2 separate regions of the Oryctolagus cuniculus genome follow, and region 2 is linked to region 1. A link is a contact called in public Hi-C data. All regions are on one chromosome and are shown on one strand. The core of a region is the stretch at or near the end of the contact, and the rest is flanking DNA. Distances in the headings are between cores, read along the strand shown. Region 1 has its middle 940 kb from the start of PGER5. Region 2 has its middle 1.1 Mb from the start of PGER5.

Region 1 (3,739 bases), core at 899-3,398:
CTCTCATGCACTTCTGCCTGTCCTTTGATCTACTTGTGGGTCAGTTTATACTCTTTCTTTGTCATTTATTGGGACTTCCAAAAGGAGCAGATACAAGCTGAATATGTATCTAATCTACATTTAACCTGATTTCCTGCAATTTGTTTGCTTAGAAACATTATGAAACTTATTTCTTAATCATGTGACATTACTATTGCATTATTTAATACAGTAGAACTTTATGGTTTATGATTTTATCACTCATATGTAAGTAACAGAGATCTCAAGAAGACAAAATATTAAAAGATTTGAGGGTAAAAAATGCTTACTTTATGGAATTTGAAAAGTTTCTTTTCCTTGGGATAGAGACGGATAGTCTTCTTTGTTGTGAATCCTTTCCTTGCTAATAGGATAAAATGACTTGGTGAGTATAATTTCATACATATAGGGTGTTTTTAGTATAAACTCATGCAGAATTAAGATCAGCACCTACTCATCATCCCTGATATTAGCAATTAGCTCAAATGTAATTTCTTCATTTTGAAATGCTATGTTTCTATTTAGAAACTGAAACTAAGTATTTAAGCAAGGAAATATCTCTGTACAATCAGCACATTTTTAAATGTTATTTTATTAGCTTTTGTTTATTTATTTAAAGGGCGGAGCACAGAGGAAGTAAGAGAGAGAGAGAGAGATCTGAATCTAGATCTTTTATCATCTGGTTCACCCCCAAAGGCCTGCAGCAACCAGGGCTGAGCCAAATGCAAGCCAGGAGCTCAGAACTCAGTCTAAGTCCTCCATGTGAATGGCAGGACCCAAGGACTTGAGCCATCACTTGTTGCCTCCCAGGGTGCACAGTAGCAGGGAACTGAATTAGAAGCAAAGTAGGGTCTCAAACCCAGACACTCCAATATGGGATGTAGGCACATTAACTGCTGCACCACACTGCCCAATTCTAAAACTTGATTTTTAGATTTAGACTATTGAATGACAAAAAAATCAGGTTTGAAGTCTCAGAAATTTGGAGTCTGTTCTATTGCTAGAAGGATGTAAGAGTGTTCTCTCTAGCCAATTCTTTTGGAGGCGATTTTGGCTGACATATATAACTATTAATTCTTTAGGGAGATAGATGTTAGTAAATAAATGTGACTTTGGGGAAAAATATTGTACAGCTATTTTCTGTGTACGCATTTTTTTTCTGAAATAAATAGATATGTACATGGTCATCTGGCCTGGAATAGGAAAGAAGGCAGGGCCTAGACTTCCTCTTTGTTTTGCAAAGGGAGCAGACCTGCCCTCACCCACACAAATCTGCCCCTCAGCCTGGGACCAACTCAGCAGGCACTGATATGTGTTGTGGGCAGAAAGTCAGAGAAGGCATGATGTTTACTGGGAAGTTAACATCTATGGAAACTTGTTTGACAAACCCTGCAAAAATATTGGGAAAAGTTCCCTCTGTGTTTCTCCATGGTGTTGTTTGATGATTGGCAAACGATGTATTTTATAAATCCCGATTCTTTTTTTTTTTTTTTTTAAGTTCTGAAGAAGAGAGAAAATATCTTAACTTGATTCAAAGCCTCAGTAATGGGTGAGTCCAGTGCCTATTCCTGTTCACTTTCCTTCTTCCTCTGGGACTTTCTCAGCCCAAGTCTTCATTTGAAAGAAACAAAAACAATCTTATCTAAATGAGTGTATAAAGACAAAACTTTCTATTTACAAAGCGTTTGTTTTATGCTCTGCTTCCAGTAGATGGGGCTAAATCCTTGAGCCTGTGTTTCCAAGTTTGGAATTCCTGAGATCTTTGAGAGATTGCCTGCTGATAAAGGCTTTTTAAGCCTCTTGACAATACTGTGCAAGATTTTGGTGTTAAAGAAAAAAGAAAGCCATTTCGGAGACAAGATTTTGTAGGGAGCTTCTTACCATTAGAAATTGCCAAAATATTGCAACTCTTTGGTATTTTGTCTAGGGTTATATCTGACTTCTTTGGGTTTACTTCTCTTTGCTAAAGAATTAAACTGTTAAACTGCTTGTTATCTATTGTCGTATTTCGTGGGTGTTTCCTGGTCCTGTCTGTTGCTCTGTATGATTGAATGACCATATATGACAAATCCAAATGAGCTCACAATATTTTCCTCAGTCAGTTAACAAACATAACAAACATTACGCATCTGTGGGTGGGGTGATGTACTTTATTACTTCCCCATATGGTTTGCAAAGGATTTGAGAGCACAGTGTGACAGGCCAACAGGAAACTTACAACAAGAAACAGAAGGAAAAAGTTTTGGAAGGATCTGATTGTGTTCTCACCAAGTTACTCATTGTACTATATTTGGTCATTGATTCTCAAACCAGGCAGAAAAAAGAAAAAGCTTAATAAAATGTTTAAGGTTATTTAAATATTAATATAAAAATATTTTAGTCAATTTCCTTTTGTCTTATGCATTTATTTTTACAAAATATTTTAGAGTAACATGTGAATTAAACATTCACATTACAAAAAATCCATATGTCTTAGTTGCTGAGTAATTTACTCAATAGGGCATTAAGTATATTTGACTTCTCAAAATAAAAAAAAAAGAACCTTTTATAAAGTTAGGTTTTTTTCTATTTTTTTTCTTAGAGCTTTCATTTTTCTAACTAGTAAACCAAGACACAGGCAAAATAAAGACAATCAAGTATGATAATTATAAGATATTATAATAAGCATAAGACATTATACTTATTTTGAAATTCAGGAGGCAAGCGCTACTGGCACCAAAGTAAATTTCAGACTCCTCAGTTTAAAGGTATATAATAGAACCTTTACCATTCTTGTGTACATTTTAATTCTCCAAAGTGATGACATTTTCAATAAGCACATATTTCTTTCATTTGGATTAATACATGAATTTGCAGATTGGGTTATTTCATTCATGAGTTTTATTACTATTAATTCTCAAAAGTATCGATGCACTCATCTTTGTAGGCTAGTTTGCAATCAGATGCATTATATACTATTATTTATTAGTGTTTAGAGGATGAAAGAAAGGGAATATTAGTATAAATGGGATAAATGATGAAACCTGTGGTTCCCAGGTCCACATACAGCACAATTTTTTTTAACACATACAATTAAATGTTTTCGAAGTTCTGCTATATAAATAATATCTTATTTTGATTTATTACGAAATGCTAATGACATATTCATTTTATACATTTTTCTTAAGATTCCATTAAAAAAAAAAGGCTTTCTACTTTGTGGTCTGTGCCCTCTTTCAGGTCAGCTAACAATTTCATAGTGATTTACAAAAGAGACTCCATTATAAAAACCTTTGTCATTATCTACATTCTATGTGTTTAGGAAGCTTTTGAAACATCCTGGAATAAGCCAATTTCCATAATGAAGAGAAAATAACTGTACCGTAAAGCAAATGCTTTACTTTTTTTTCTTAGCCTTTGCATATATCTTTAAGTCTATGATTTCCTCATTTAAAAAAGAAAGCAGAAATAGTAGTAATCTTTAGTCTTACTGTTGTCTCCTACATAAGAAAAGCAAACAACTAGCAACTACACTTCTAATTGCCTGCAATAATGCTGTCCATCAGCTAGCCTGAAAATGGAACTGGCAAAACAAAGCTGATATTCAATATGATGGGGGGGAGGGAGGGAGGGCGGAATTTCACTGTAGGCCCTGTAAAGTTTGAAGTTAATGCATAAGCACAAGAATGGATTCCAAAACATTCAAGGGATTCCAATGAACAGAAATTGATAAGATCACTGA
Region 2 (3,739 bases), core at 494-2,993, 120 kb after region 1:
CATCTAGTACAATCTAAAACATGAGTGAGAGGGTGGGCATAGTGGTACAGTGGGTTAAGCTGCTGCTTTTAACACTGGCATCCCAGTGGGCAACAGTTCGAGTCCCAGCTGCTGCACCTCTGATCCAGCTCCTTGCTAATGAACCTGAGAAGGCAGTTGAAAATGACCCAAATGCTTGGGACCCAAGTGGGAGACCCAGATGATGTTCCAGGCTCCTGGCTTTGGCCTGGCTGGGTCCCCACCATTGCAACCATTTGGAACATGAACTAGCAGATGAAATCCAACCCCACCCCGTCTGTACCAAATAAATCAATAAATCTTTAAAAACTAAGATAAAATATTAATGAATCTTTAAAATATTGATAAGAAAAATAATCTAGATACATGAAAATGAAATATAGAGAAACGATAAACCCATAGAGACAGAACCTAAATTAGCATTTGTTAGGGGTTAAGGGAAGGGGATAAATGGAAGTTGATATTAGATAGTATGGGATTTGTTTTTGTGGTGTGAATATATTTCGGAATTACATGGTTGTGATGAACTCACAACTTTATGGTTATGCTGAAAGTCACTGAAGTGTACACTTTAAAAAGGTGAATTTCATGGTATATTTTCCTCTAGATAAAAAATGAATACAAATGAACATCGTGAGACAAAACATGTACAGATGAGATAGAGAGACGGACGCTACTACCACTGATGACTATAAACTAACACATCTAGATACAACAGCAATACAATAACTTACTCCCATTTTTAAAGGAATTTCAACTTTGCAACAAAATTCACAACTACATATAAAATCATTTATTTAAATGATGTTGATTTAATGAAGCTAGGAAGTCTTTATTTTCAATTTACCTATGCAGTAGGTGTGAAATCTTACCTAAAGACTTTAATCTTAACAGACATAACAGGACTTGATATATTTGGGCTACTCTTTAAATACTTTTACCTCATATCATTGTTTCAACAAATTTTCAGCCATGATCAGTAGTTTCATTCTAATTTTGTTCTGATTTTGTTCTTCTTTTCAGTATGAGATCAGAACAGAGAACTTAATGGTTTTATTCAAGATTGTACCATAAATCAGTGATGGAGCAGTACCAGCCTCCAGACCCCCATTCTTAAACTATTTCTAAAACACACAGGAGGGAAAACTCACACAAAGAAAAATATCTGTTAAAGACTTGACAAGGACCTGTTCCCACTAGTTTCAAAAAATCAAGTCAATATATAGTTTCATCATAGTGAATTAAATATTCTTTCACTTTTTAGTAACTATTAGTTCTGTGATTGTAAAACAGAATATTCATATCATTCTGTTATTCTTTGGAAAGACATTTTGGCTCTGAATAGTTCACCAAATAAACTAGGTTATACATGCAGGATGCTAATCTGTTTTTAGAAAATAGCAAGACAGATGGAGAAGTCATTATGAATAAAAATAGATCTGTTCCTCAAACGGATTCCTTAGCAGAGGTGTTTAAAAATCGTCAAAGAAACTGAAGGCATCAGGTGAAATCTAGCCTGTTGCTCTGACACACTGTCTGGAAGTGACTAATAGGATATTGACAGGGGATTGGTTTAAGCCTGGAGCCATATCTAAGCTGGACCTCCAGTACTTTCCATTATCAGAAGCTTTTTTTGTGCCACCTAGATTTCCTTGGCTGTGCCACTGGAAGTTCTGACTGGAACTGAATGAACGCAGTGTTTGTTGGAATACTGCTGATCCGCTGACTGTAATTGGATTAACTGACATCACCCAGTGTGCTGAGCCCTGTGAAATGCCTCAGCAACCAAACTCCACCCTTGAGTCAGAGTTTGGTAATCCCTGGAGGCTCACAGACATCCACGTGTTCGGCATGACTCATGCAGCTGCTATCTGGAGACAGTTGCTGGATAAAATGCCCTAATAAGTGTATACTCATTATACTTCCTTTATCCTACCCCTCTTGGGTTATTTTGATTCTGACTAACAAAAAAGAAATAGAAAAGCACAAATGTCTTTGGAGAGAATTATAAGTCCCAATCGCCTGATGGCTTTTGTTTATAGGGAGAAAAATAGCCCAGAAACAAAGGCAGAAGTCAGAAATATAAAGGAGGAAGATTAAATGCCAGGATATTAGCACATATTTATTTGTGCTGATCTTAAATAAAAAGAAGTTTTAAATAATGGCATGTGATTTTATTGGGACTTTTGTCTCTTGTGAAAGACTGTTTGCTTTAAATTAACCTCTCGAAGGCTTCAAGTAGAGTACCAGGGTTCATGTTTCAGCTCAGTTCTTGTTCTTGATTCCAGTTTCTTGCTAGTGCATGACCTCAGAGGGAGGAGGTGATGGCTCAAGGGGTTGGGTCCCTGGGACCTATGCAGTAGAACTGGATTGAGTTCTCAGCTCTCAGTTTTGCCCTAGATAGTGGTCATTGTGGACATGTGGGGAACAATCCAGTGGATGAGGGCTCCCTCCCTCTTTCTTTCTTTCTCTCTCTCTCTGTCTCTTCTAATAAATAAAGTTTGGGGAAAAAAGGATGAATAAAACAGGAAATTGGGCTCCATTGCTCCACAGTAAGCTGAACATCAACAAGGTTTATAAATATTATTGGACCTGACATATCATCTTCTTCAAACTAAATTTAGTCTCACTGTCATAGAAACGTTAAATAACTCTATCTGTTGGAGTTCAAAGGTGCCAAACCACCTTTATCCATGGATAAAGCAGAAACAGATATGACATGAGAAAGAAGGGATTGTTGGCACAGGAAATGAGGAGAGGGCTCTGCAATCTGCAACCAACTTTGGGGAAGGGAAGTCTAGAGGGTTGGTCCTGCTAGTTTTATGAACCACTCAGTGATCAGAGTGAAAAGGAAGCCTGTGGTAGGCTGTGCCCTGGCTCTTGGGGCAGTCAAGGTGGTGTTTGTTGAGAAGTTCCCAGAAGATGCCAATACGGTGACTTGTGTGCACCCTGGGAGCCATTTTTGGGGAGCTGAGATAGTATGAAACCTTTTGACCCACAATTGCAGTCCTTTCTCTTAGCTACCAAAGCTTAACCTTTTCAGAGAAATTAAAGGAAAGAAATGGAGGGTTGGGCATGTGGCCTCGTGGTTGATGTTAAGACACCCAAATTCTACATGAGAAAATGTGCGTTCAGTTTCTAACTCTGGCTCTAGACTACAGCTTCCTGCCAAGGCAGACCTCAAAGAAAGCAGGTGGTGGCTCAAGTAATCAGGTCCCAGTCACTAATGTAGGGGACCTGAATTTCTGGTCTCTGAAAACTTATCCCTTTCAATTAGAAGACTGACTGTAAGTTAATCCATAGAAAAACATGTGTTAAATAAAAATCCATCCATTTTTTTTTTACATCAAATTTTCATGTTAAGTCCACACTTCAGAAGAACAATTGAAGGTAGTATTTGTGACATTTTTCAAGTTAATATGCACACAGTATTGGCAGTTCTATTAGAACATTGGAGACAATATAATTGTCAAAGGGATAAGACAAAGTTGAGATCCACACATCTTTCTTAACTCTTCCAATTTAGTAGCAGTGAGAAATTCTCAGCACCAGGTGTTACTATGGAGCTTTGCTAATTTCATAGAATTTCATGTAATTTATCTCATTTGATCCTCACCTCATCTCATGCAGTAGGTAGATCATCAATCTGTGACAAATGTATCTTATTAAGTCTATCCTAGGAAGACCTCAGCAACTCCATATCATAGCTTCACAACACTCT

Evidence for each region. Hi-C and Micro-C count contacts between places; a contact is called where the count stands out from the background.
Region 2: a contact with region 1 is called in a Hi-C map of embryonic fibroblasts, with 4 times the contacts expected there. The contact joins two enhancer-like sites. A contact is called at or near these places in 5 of 6 Hi-C or Micro-C datasets (ear pinna, embryonic fibroblasts, psoas muscle and 2 more).

What each region holds. Positions count from the first base shown.
Region 1 is chr13:91,641,628-91,645,366 of mOryCun1.1, forward strand. No RefSeq gene overlaps it. Among named protein-coding and RNA genes, the nearest start is that of PGER5, 940 kb to the left of the region's middle. Within about 2 kb of position 2,149, at least 1 of the 8 cell types and tissues checked has an H3K27ac peak or open chromatin away from gene starts, as enhancers often do.
Region 2 is chr13:91,761,883-91,765,621 of mOryCun1.1, forward strand. No RefSeq gene overlaps it. Among named protein-coding and RNA genes, the nearest start is that of PGER5, 1.1 Mb to the left of the region's middle. Within about 2 kb of position 1,744, at least 6 of the 8 cell types and tissues checked have an H3K27ac peak or open chromatin away from gene starts, as enhancers often do.